2 separate regions of the Gossypium hirsutum genome follow, and region 1 is linked to region 2. A link is a contact called in public Hi-C data. All regions are on one chromosome and are shown on one strand. Each heading gives the region's core, a stretch centred on a gene start, on an enhancer-like site or on the middle of the called end of the contact. The rest is flanking DNA. Distances are from core to core; before and after follow the strand shown.

What was found. A called contact is a pair of places that touch in the nucleus more often than the background predicts.
Region 1: a Hi-C map of leaf shows a contact between it and region 2, with 1.6 times the contacts expected there. The contact joins the promoter of LOC121221115 here to the promoter of LOC107890414 in region 2. A contact is called at or near these places in 2 of 34 Hi-C or Micro-C datasets (both in leaf).

What each region holds. Positions count from the first base shown.
Region 1 is chrD09:6,175,759-6,181,055 of Gossypium_hirsutum_v2.1, reverse strand. LOC121221115 (binding partner of ACD11 1) reads right to left here and starts at 3,088. Exons shown (of 5, transcript XM_041101616.1): 1 at 2,938-3,088; 2 at 1,805-1,929; 3 at 231-306. The coding sequence starts at 1,920.
Region 2 is chrD09:5,908,580-5,913,734 of Gossypium_hirsutum_v2.1, reverse strand. LOC107890414 (MDIS1-interacting receptor like kinase 2) reads left to right here and starts at 1,382. Exons shown (of 2, transcript XM_016814830.2): 1 at 1,382-4,023; 2 at 4,287-4,816. The coding sequence starts at 1,530. The coding sequence ends at 4,675.

The DNA of each region.
Region 1 (5,297 bases), core at 1,839-4,338, 270 kb before region 2:
TGAGTGGCAGCCTTACAGGGAAAGCAATTTATTCAATTACGTAAACTGATACTCATAAGTCATGCCATATTAATGCAAAAAGGATGTTATGGTTGCATTTCAAAATCAAAACATACCGAGCAATGCTAATGGTTAGAACCATCCAAGTAGCTAAAAGAACACACGATTTCTTTTTCTTTTATAAATGGAATGAAAGTTAATTTCTCTGTAAGTACAAGTTAGAGCCTTACACTGAGTAAGACAGCAGTTTCGAGCGAATAGGCATCTTTAAATGTCACATAAGCTGTACATGCATATTCGCCACATCTGTTTAAGAAAGCAGCTCTTGTCATAATACAGCATGAATTTCTTGGTAATGGAATCAAAGAAATCAGGCACAAGAGGTTCAAAAGAGTGATCAAGGAAAAGCTAATATTCCTCACTATACTAAGGTGTACCTACGCAATAAGGTTATATAATAAAGTGATGCAAGAGCATCTACTGAGGCGCTAACAGCTATGTCCAGATTTGATCAACATCTCGATTATTGCAAAGGCTCATTAGCTCAAGAAATATGTCACATGCAAGAAAAAAATCGTACTTGCTGTAAATTTGTACAGAATATGGAATAAGATGGCAAAAGTAACATGAAGGCCCCTATACTAAGAGTCCAATTGCTTTTTGCCCCCTCTACTAAAAAAAAAATAAGGTAATTAGTCTCTGTACGTTAGATCAAAGAGTAAATTGGCCATTTTTGTTAAAAATTTCATCCATTTGTACTATTAAAAACTAGCTTGGCTAATGGAATAATCAGTGACATGTGGCATGCCACATGTACCTCATGGTGACGTGCTAGAACCAGTTTTTAACAATAGAAATAGATGGAACTTTTAACAGAATGATCAATTTGTTTTTTTGATCTAACATACCCGGACTAATTTGCCCTTTTTTTTGAGTAGAGGGGGCAAAATGCAATCCAACTCCTAATACAAAAGCCTCTATGATACTTTTACCGGAATCAGATGCATGTATCTAAGCAGATGCTGTTAAAGAGACTTGTGTCCACATTTAATCAGGTCGTAGATACCAAGTATCTCATAATAAAGCATTTCAGACAAAAGAACTCTTGCTTCTGACTTTTCCTAAAATAAGTACAATAAGTAAAATTAAACAGCTTGATCATAAAAAAACATTGATTTTCCATAAACAAACAAGATTAAGATTATCAATGATCCAACAAGAAATCAGTTCAGACAAAAGACTTCTTAGCTTTTGTCTTTTTCTTTTAGCCCTCAAAGAAAAAGTAAATTTGTAAGCACTCATTAGCTCAAGAAATATGTCACAAGCATGGAAAAATGGAACTTGCAGTAAATTCGTACAGAATTAAGAATCATATTCATTAATAGCATCAGAAATATCAAGTACCAAACAAGAAAGCATTTCAGACAAAAAGAGCCCTCGCTTTTGACATTTTTCCTAAAGGAGTTGACAAACAATAAGTAAAATTAAACAACTTGAACGTAAAATCTTCCTTGATTCAAGAAACTTGTCACCATAAAGGAACTTGCTGCTAAGTACATTTGTACGGATGAGAGAAATTCTACTCAAAAACATTGATTTTCCACAAAAACCGAGATTGAGATTACCAATTATCCAACAAGAAATCATTTCAAGCAAAAGATTTTGTAGCTTTTGACTCTTTTCCCCCCTCAACAACAAATTTGCAAATGCACAACAAATATGAAAAAAATCATGAACATACAACATCATAGAGAGTGATTTTTGGGGTTTAGTCCAAAACCAGAAACAGAGAAGCAACAGATACCTGATAATTTCAATATGCACAATTGCACCACAGTATGCGAAAAAGTCACAAAGATCCTTCTCGGTAGCTTTTGGAGATAAGCTCGTAATTTCAGCCGTGTAACCTCCAGGGTACATTGTCTTAAACTGAGATAAAATCAGCCAAAAAAGAACCTATTTAAAGGTATTTAAATAAAATTTTAGAAGCACACATAGAAGTAGCTTGATAATGCAGATATCATCATTGTTCATTCAATACTTTATAATTCCGAAACCACAGCAATCCCAAGGTACAAGGATACTTATGGATGATTTTGAGGTAAACAGTTCTCAGTGGTCATAACAGCCAAGCTCTCTCATCGATAGATCGTTTCATAGGTATAAAATGAAAGCCAAAAATTCATGGGTTCTTCTAAAGTCAAATGAAAAATACTAATATGGTTGCTGATTTTCTAGCATTGATTAGCCTTATTTCAACATTAACATAATTAAAGATGCCAAAGCTATTTTACCAAACTCAGTAATCCCAAGTAAGGTGCCTTAATCTACTCCAAGATCTGCTTGAATACACCCCAATTAATCTTAGTTCAAGTCAAAAGTAAAAAGGGGATGAGTTTTAGGGACAGCCATAGCCCATATAATCCTCCAAAGTGAAAACTTTAAATTGGCTTTCATTGTAAACAATGTAAACTTTAAGCAAGATTATCGAACTTTTGGCTAAAGTTCAAAAAAGGGTTCAACCTACAATAAAGAATACTGATAAATACCTAACTATATAAGAAAAAAATCCATTTTCAAGCTTCCTTTACGCTTGATGAAAGAAAAAAATATCATGGGGTATCAACAATGGGGGCAATTAATGAGTGATAGAACCAACTTTGTCCACCAAATATCAATTAAAGGTCAGCTTGACACTAATTATTTGGCAAGCATGTATTCATTGAGATTCTTGAAATAAGTGAAACTTATTGAAAACCCAGAAAGTAAAAAAAAGGAAAACTGAATTCATTAAAACCCTTAATGCATTCAAGAAAGTAAAGGAAAAACTGATCAAATAAGGTGAAAAAAAAAACTGGGTATCACTGAATTTGCTAGAAAAGAAGGAAAATTGAGAAAAGATTGAAGCTTTATAAAAATTATGATACATTTACATACCTGTTTTTTAGTTGTTGATGATGATGAATCAGATGATTAAGAGCTTAAGCATGGGAAAGAAGGGGAAAGAGAGATAGAGACAACTAACCAACATAAACACTGGCATGCTGATCTTTCCAGATAGCTATAAAACCCCCACTCTCACTAATGGAGCGTGCATTTCAACAAAGAAATTTTGTTTGCATTTTAACTTTTACTAAAAAAAAGGGTAAATTTATCTTTATACCTTATTTGTTAAAAACTTCTGTGATTGATGGAATAATTAGATAATTACACGTGGTATAATTATATCTCATTTTGATATATAAGGATAAAAAATGACCAATTTGCTCTTTGATCTAATGTATAAAGACTAATTTGTTTTATTTTTGAAATAGTGAAGACAAAATGTAATATAATTCCTAGTGTCATAGACCCTGTGACACTGGTACAAGGATCTTTATAATACTTTTATCATTTATATTTGATGCACAATAATGTATAAGTCAATAACTCAAATTTTAAATAAAAATAAAAATAAATTACATACATGTTCTATTTTTATACAAAATTTACATTCATTTTTAATGATTTGTTTATTTGATTTATTAATCGTGCATAATTTATTGGAAAATAAATATTGAGTATAATATTTTGTAAATGACTTTTTTTTCTTTGTTTAGAGCAAAAGAAATTTATAGGAATACGTTGCTTGAATGAAATTTATAATCTATATTTATTATTATTATTATTATTATATATGACTTTAAACTAATAACTTTGTTATTTCTTTAAATGGCGCGTGAAATCATTTCCTTTATAAAGGAGCGTTAACGATCTCTCCCCTAATTGGTTGAGTAAAATGACCATTTAAGCCACGTTGCCGGATTTCCGCTACTCCATTGGCCGGGAATCTAGTTTTGGCCCCGTAACTGATGCCAGTTAAACGCTACCGTTTAAATACATCTAAAATGTCAAATTTAACCTAAAGCCCCTACATTTTTCTCTATTTCCCTTTCTTACCACTAACTTTTTTAGAATTTCCTTTTACATAAAAAATTCAGATAATCATATCTTTACAAATGGTAATATTTTAAGAATAGTATATGTTAACTCTATTTTAAAATTAGGCATAACAAAAAATTTAGCTCTAAAATTTTTAATTTTTATCTATTTGGCCCATACATTTTTTTTCCTTTATAGTCAACGGAAAAAATCGTTGGTGAAAGAGATTAATTAATGGATTTTTAACATCTAAGAGCTTAATTAGGTACATTTTTCTTGGAGGAGCTGAACCAATTGTAAAGCTCAAATGCATTAAGAGGAGAGTCGAATTGGTGATTAAAATTTTGAGGAAAGATGGCAAATAAAAATTGACACAATGATTTAAAGTAGTTTGATCTCAATTGTCTACATCCACTAGCTTAACTTTTTACAATTAAAGATTTTCCAAGTCCACTAATTTCAAACCTTTTAAGGATAATGCTTAACCTTTATAACACCATCTTTTAAGTAATACGATAAAGCCATTCCCCTTTTAAAGTTTTCTACCCAGAACTTCAAGTAACCTCTCACTAATTTGAGAAGTGAAATTGAAACAAGGAGTACCTCTTAAAGGTTGATATAAAATTATTCAAGCTTACTCGAATAAATTAAAACATTTAAAATAATGAAAGAGAATGAAACCTCAAGTGTGTACAAGGGTAATATGAGAATTACAAATAAAAGATTGAATTTTTGCACAATAAGCTTTGTAAACTTGTTTCTTCTCTACTTCTTGATGTTCTTGAACTATATTTATATCTTCTAAATGAAATCTAGTTGTTTGGAGTAGTTAGAGGGAAAATTGAGCTGTTGAAGACATCTACTCGAGTATTAAATGCAGTTGTAAAGGCTTATATCCCGATACCATGACATTAGGTATTGATACTTTGCTTTAAACAATAAGATCGTTGGAGCTTTAGGTACCAGACCCTTAGGCCATGATCTAGTACCTTAATGTTGAGGTCTAATACTTCCTCATTTGGGGTTCAATACCCCTAAATACCCCAAAAATTACTTGGTTTGCTAGATATTAAACCCAAGAAGGAGGGATCTGATACATAGTCATGTGTATCGACACTTAGGCTAAGGGGTCCAATCCCCTAAAGTCAATGGCTTATTGACTTACAAAGTGCTTTTAAGTTCTTTTCATACTTACAAAAATTTCGAACTGTTTAGCCAAGTTTGAAAATCACTTGAAAACAACTTCTCAAAGGTTTAACATAAAGTTTTACAAAATTTGATGAAGGAAACATTTAAAAATCACAATTAACTCTAATTTTTTAAAAACAAAAAAGAAATTTAAGGGCTTATGAACCCTTTAGCCAAAATTATACTAT
Region 2 (5,155 bases), core at 133-2,632:
ATGAGTTTCACATATACCAAAAAAGTGTTATATAACTAAGCATTTTAAAATTAAGTAATTATAAAATATGTTTGGGTTTAGGATTTTTTTTGTCAAAATTTGGTTAATAATAATTTAATCGTCAGATTTTATGTTTTCTATCAATTTGATCCTGATTATATTTAAAATGATTAAAAATTGAAATTGTTTTAAAAAACTTAGAAAATTCAAAAAATTAAAAAATCATATAGAAGTGAATAAAAATAAAAAATAAATAGAGTGAGAGAAAATGGAGGAAAGGTTGTTTTTAAACTCTTCAAAATTTCCCTTTGTATTATCTATATAGAAATATTCAATACTCATCCTTTAAAATAACAAAGAAAAAAATATTAATCAAAATTATTGGTTCTCTATTTTTTACCTCTTTTTTCTTGACATGACTTTTTTATTATAAGAAAATAAAAAATTAAGAATATAATTTACTTTTACAATTTTCATTTTGAAAATAATTTAAATGAACTGAGAATTTTGAATTAAGTCTGAAAAATAAAATTTTACAGTATATTTAGTAATATTTTTTCTAAAAATAATATAAGAGTCGATTTCATAAGTCTTTGTAATATCAGTTTTGAATGTTTTTCAAAAATATAAAACTCGACTAAAATATATTACTAATTTGGTTTCAACAAATCAATTACAACTCTTAACATTAATGTGATTAAAAAAAAACAATATAAACAAGTTGATTAGTTTGGAAGTCAAGGTCTTCCTCCCATCTTTTGGTTTTAGCCTATGATCCAAGCAAAAACCAACGTTTGGGATTTTGTGTATTTTTTGATAGGATTGTCAATTAAATTTTGCAGTGCATGACATATATTAGATTATATAGAGTGTTATCAATTCTTTCAGTCTAGCACATAGCATTTCCCACGTTCTATTACAATTTTAAATGAAAATTAATTTTTTATAATTAGCCTTAAAATGAAAATTTTTGTAAATATTAGAGGGCTAAATTTATTATTAAATCAATATAACAATGTTCACATTAGACTTAGGTTAGACAACTAATAGAAAGTGACTAAAATATTTAATTCCAAAATTTTAAATAATTAAAATGTAAAAAAAGTTTAACAATTGACTGACCAAAATAATTAAGAGATATGATATACTCCTTTATGATTTAATTACAGGTCCTATGCCAGCAGTTGCTGGAAATTTGAAAAATCTTGTGAGTTTAAATATTTCAACAAACAAATTGGTTGTTCCAATCTGACATCGCTTTATGGAGTGGTATTAGTAAATAAAAAAGCTTCACATTTTATTCACTTATCACCTTCTTAGAAGCTTCAACAAAGAAAAACACATCATTTGCTATAACTTCCAGTTTACTTCTAAGAGACGAAGACAAGTACATAGCATAATATTAATCAATTTGTGTTAGACAATGCCTAAAGACTTTGAAATTAATATATATCCAATCAAATTAAATCTGTTTTATGTGTACTTAAATAAGCTCAAGTTTGAGAATTGGAGTCCTCAACTTCATAGCTATGAAATCCTACTCTTACGCTTGTATCCCTACCTTCCTTTTACTCTCTGTAATTGTAATCACTAGTGCAATTACAAGAGCAACAAACTATGATTCTCAATGGCTGGCAGCAGAAGCAAAAGCGTTGAGGGAAACGGGGTGGTGGAGTAATTATAAAAGAGTTGGAAACCATTGTATGTGGCCTGGTATTCGATGCAATGCTGGAAGTGTCGTCGATATTGATCTTAGTGGCCATGGTCTGAATGGGAGCATAACACCTCAAATAGGAGCACTTTCGAAACTCAAGCTCCTTAACCTGTCTTCGAATAGCCTTAGAGGTGAGTTACCTTCTTCATTTGGAAACCTCAATCAATTGGCAGTGCTTGATCTTTCCTATAACTATCTTCATTTCACTACCTTGGATATTCAGAACATGGAGAATCTTGTTTCTCTAAAATTGTCTGGTAACCCCATTTTTTTTACGTCTTCCGAAATAGTCAACCTTAAAAAGCTAAGGACTCTCCACCTCAGAAACTGCCGCCTTAGTGGTACCATTCCACCAAATATTGGAGAGCTAGAGAGAATGGTTGATCTTGATCTCTCAAACAATTGGTTTATTGGTCCAATCCCATCTTCTGTCAGCAACTTAACCAATCTTGACTCGTTGTTCCTTCAAAGCAACCAACTTGATGGATCCATTCCAAAAGATATTGGGAGACTAACGAATTTGGTTGCATTGAATCTATCCTCCAATTGTCTTGTTGGTCCAATCCCATCTTCTGTCAGCAACTTAACCAATCTTTCCTCTTTGTTCCTTCAAAGCAATCAACTTAATGGATCCATTCCAGAAGACATTGGGGGACTAACGAATTTGGTTGAATTGAAACTATCCTCCAATGGGCTTTTAGGTCACATCCCTTCCTCTCTGGGCCATTTAACGAATTTGGTTGAATTGGATCTATCTTCCAATAGGCTTTCAGGTCACATCCCTTCCTCTCTGGGCCAGTTAACGAATTTGGTTGAATTGGATCTATCCTCCAATAGGCTTTCAGGTCACATCCCTTCCTCTCTGGGCCAGTTAACGAATTTGGTTGAATTGGATCTATCCTCCAATAGGCTTTCAGGTCACATCCCTTCCTCTCTGGGCCAGTTAACGAATTTGGTTGAATTGGATCTATCCTCCAATAGGCTTTCAGGTCACATCCCTTCCTCTCTAGGTCAGTTAACAAAATTGGAATATCTTTACCTCTCCCATAATCAAATTAGTGGTGTCATCCCTCCAAATTTGGGTAGTTTATCCAATTTATGGTGTCTATCCATGGCTTCGAATCTTTTGGAAGGTCCTATACCCCATGAAATTGAGAGTTTGAAGGCTTTAGAATGGTTAGATCTCTCAGACAATAAATTGAGTGGATCCATTCCAACTCAGATTGGTAATTTGTCAAATTTAACACGCTTAATTTTGGCAAACAATAACTTGAGTGGAGATATACCTTCTCAACTCAATTCCCAAAACATTGAACTTAGCCATAACCTTCTCCAAGGAGTGATACCTTCCCATTTTGGGAGTTTAGCTTCTTTAAGAAGCTTAGATCTCAGTTGGAATAATCTAACAGGCACGATTCCTGAATTTCCATTTTATGTGGAGAACCTCGATTTGTCATTTAATTCACTGAGGGGTCAAATTCCAAATGGATTATTGTATTTTGCACCCGAGACATTTACAGGCAACAAGGATTTATGTGGTTCCATTCAAGGCTTCCGTCCTTGCCCTTCATCTCCAAATGTGAAGCACAATCTGCCTATTGTTATTCTGGTTCCATCTTTGTTATTTTTTGTCTCGACTTTTGTGTTGGTGACATTCATCCTATTCCGACGATATAGAGCTAAAACTTTGAAATCTGATTCAAGTCCAACCAAAAATGGAGATTTATTCACTATTTGGAACTTTGATGGAAAGATTGCTTTTGAAGACATCATCAAAGCCACAGAGGATTTTGATATCAAATATTGCATTGGAACTGGTGGTTATGGCAGTGTTTACAGAGCAGTTTTACCAAGTGGCAAAGTTATTGCTTTAAAAAAGCTCCACCAATTGGAGGCTGAGCAACCGGCTTACGATACAAGTTTTCGAAATGAGATCAAGTTTTTAGCAGAAATACGACACAAGAACATCATCAAGCTCCACGGATTTTGTCTCCACAATCGCTGCATGTTTTTGATTTATGAATATATGGAAAATGGAAGCTTGTTTTATGCCTTGAGCATTGATGATGAAGCTGTGGAATTGGATTGGACCAAAAGAGTGAACATTGTCAAAGGTGTCGCACATGCTCTATCTTACATGCATCATGATTGCAACCTTCCAATTGTTCATCGAGACATCTCAAGCAATAACATTTTGTTGAACTCTGAATTGGAAGCTTTTATTGCTGACTTTGGGACTGCAAGACTTCTTGATCCTGATTCATCTAATCGAACTGTAATTGTTGGGACGTATGGATATATTGCCCCAGGTTCTGCACCTTCACTCTCTTATCTTTTTTATTTAGTTCTATCCATTCTTAGTTTCTGCTGCTTATTTGTTTCGAATTGCATATTAGAATAATGAAGGAAACAAAACAAGTAGGAAAAACAAAATTAAGAAATATCAAATATAAATTACAAAAATTAAATCGAGGTTGGAGGATTCAAATGCAAACATACTTGCAACTAAGCTGAATACAGAATATAATTAACATCTATTTAACTTTTCTTTTCTTTTTTGTTTTAATTACAGAACTTGCTTATTCGTTGGTCGTGACCCAAAAATGTGATGTTTATAGTTTTGGAGTGTTGGCATTGGAAATATTGATGGGAAAGTATCCTAGTGAATTATTGTCAACACTATCATCATCGTCGTCTCATGTCCAAAATTTCACGCTAAATGAAATTTTGGACCCTCGATTATCAACCCCGAGAAGTCAAAAAATGGCAGGAGACATCGCTTTTATTGCTTTCATTGCTTTTGCATGCTTACGACCTAGACCCAAAGCTCGACCAACAATGAAATTAGTGTCTCAAGAATTCCTACACATCAAGTCTCCAATTGCAATGCCTCTTCATGAAATATCATTGATCGAGCTTAAGAATCATGGAATGTTTATGTGCGATGAAAATCACAGATAATTAAATGATTTGAAGTTGATGTAATAATACAGGAACCGATGGAAAGTGATAAGTAGAATAAATCTTCATCAAGGCACGACATTGTTATTCATAGTTGCTTTCTTTTTTTTCCTATAAAATATTTAAAATTTTTGGTTGAAAGACATGACTTTTAATAACTAGAACTATGTTTTAATAATCAAGATTAATATTTAATTTTAGTTAAAATTTACACAATCTAATAAATAACATATATAATTATCAATAGAAATATTTTTTAAAATCAAATATAATAAACTTAGCCCCATTGTGAATATTGAAGTAAAAACTTACTTTAATTTAATTTAATTAATTAACTTCTTCACAACAGAGTACTTATTTGATTAAAATAATAAAATCACAAAATGAGTTACATTATAAAAACAAATTTAATTCCCATGTCAACTATCTAAAATTACATTAAATAAAAAATATATTTAATTTCCATTGTTTTCGTGCATT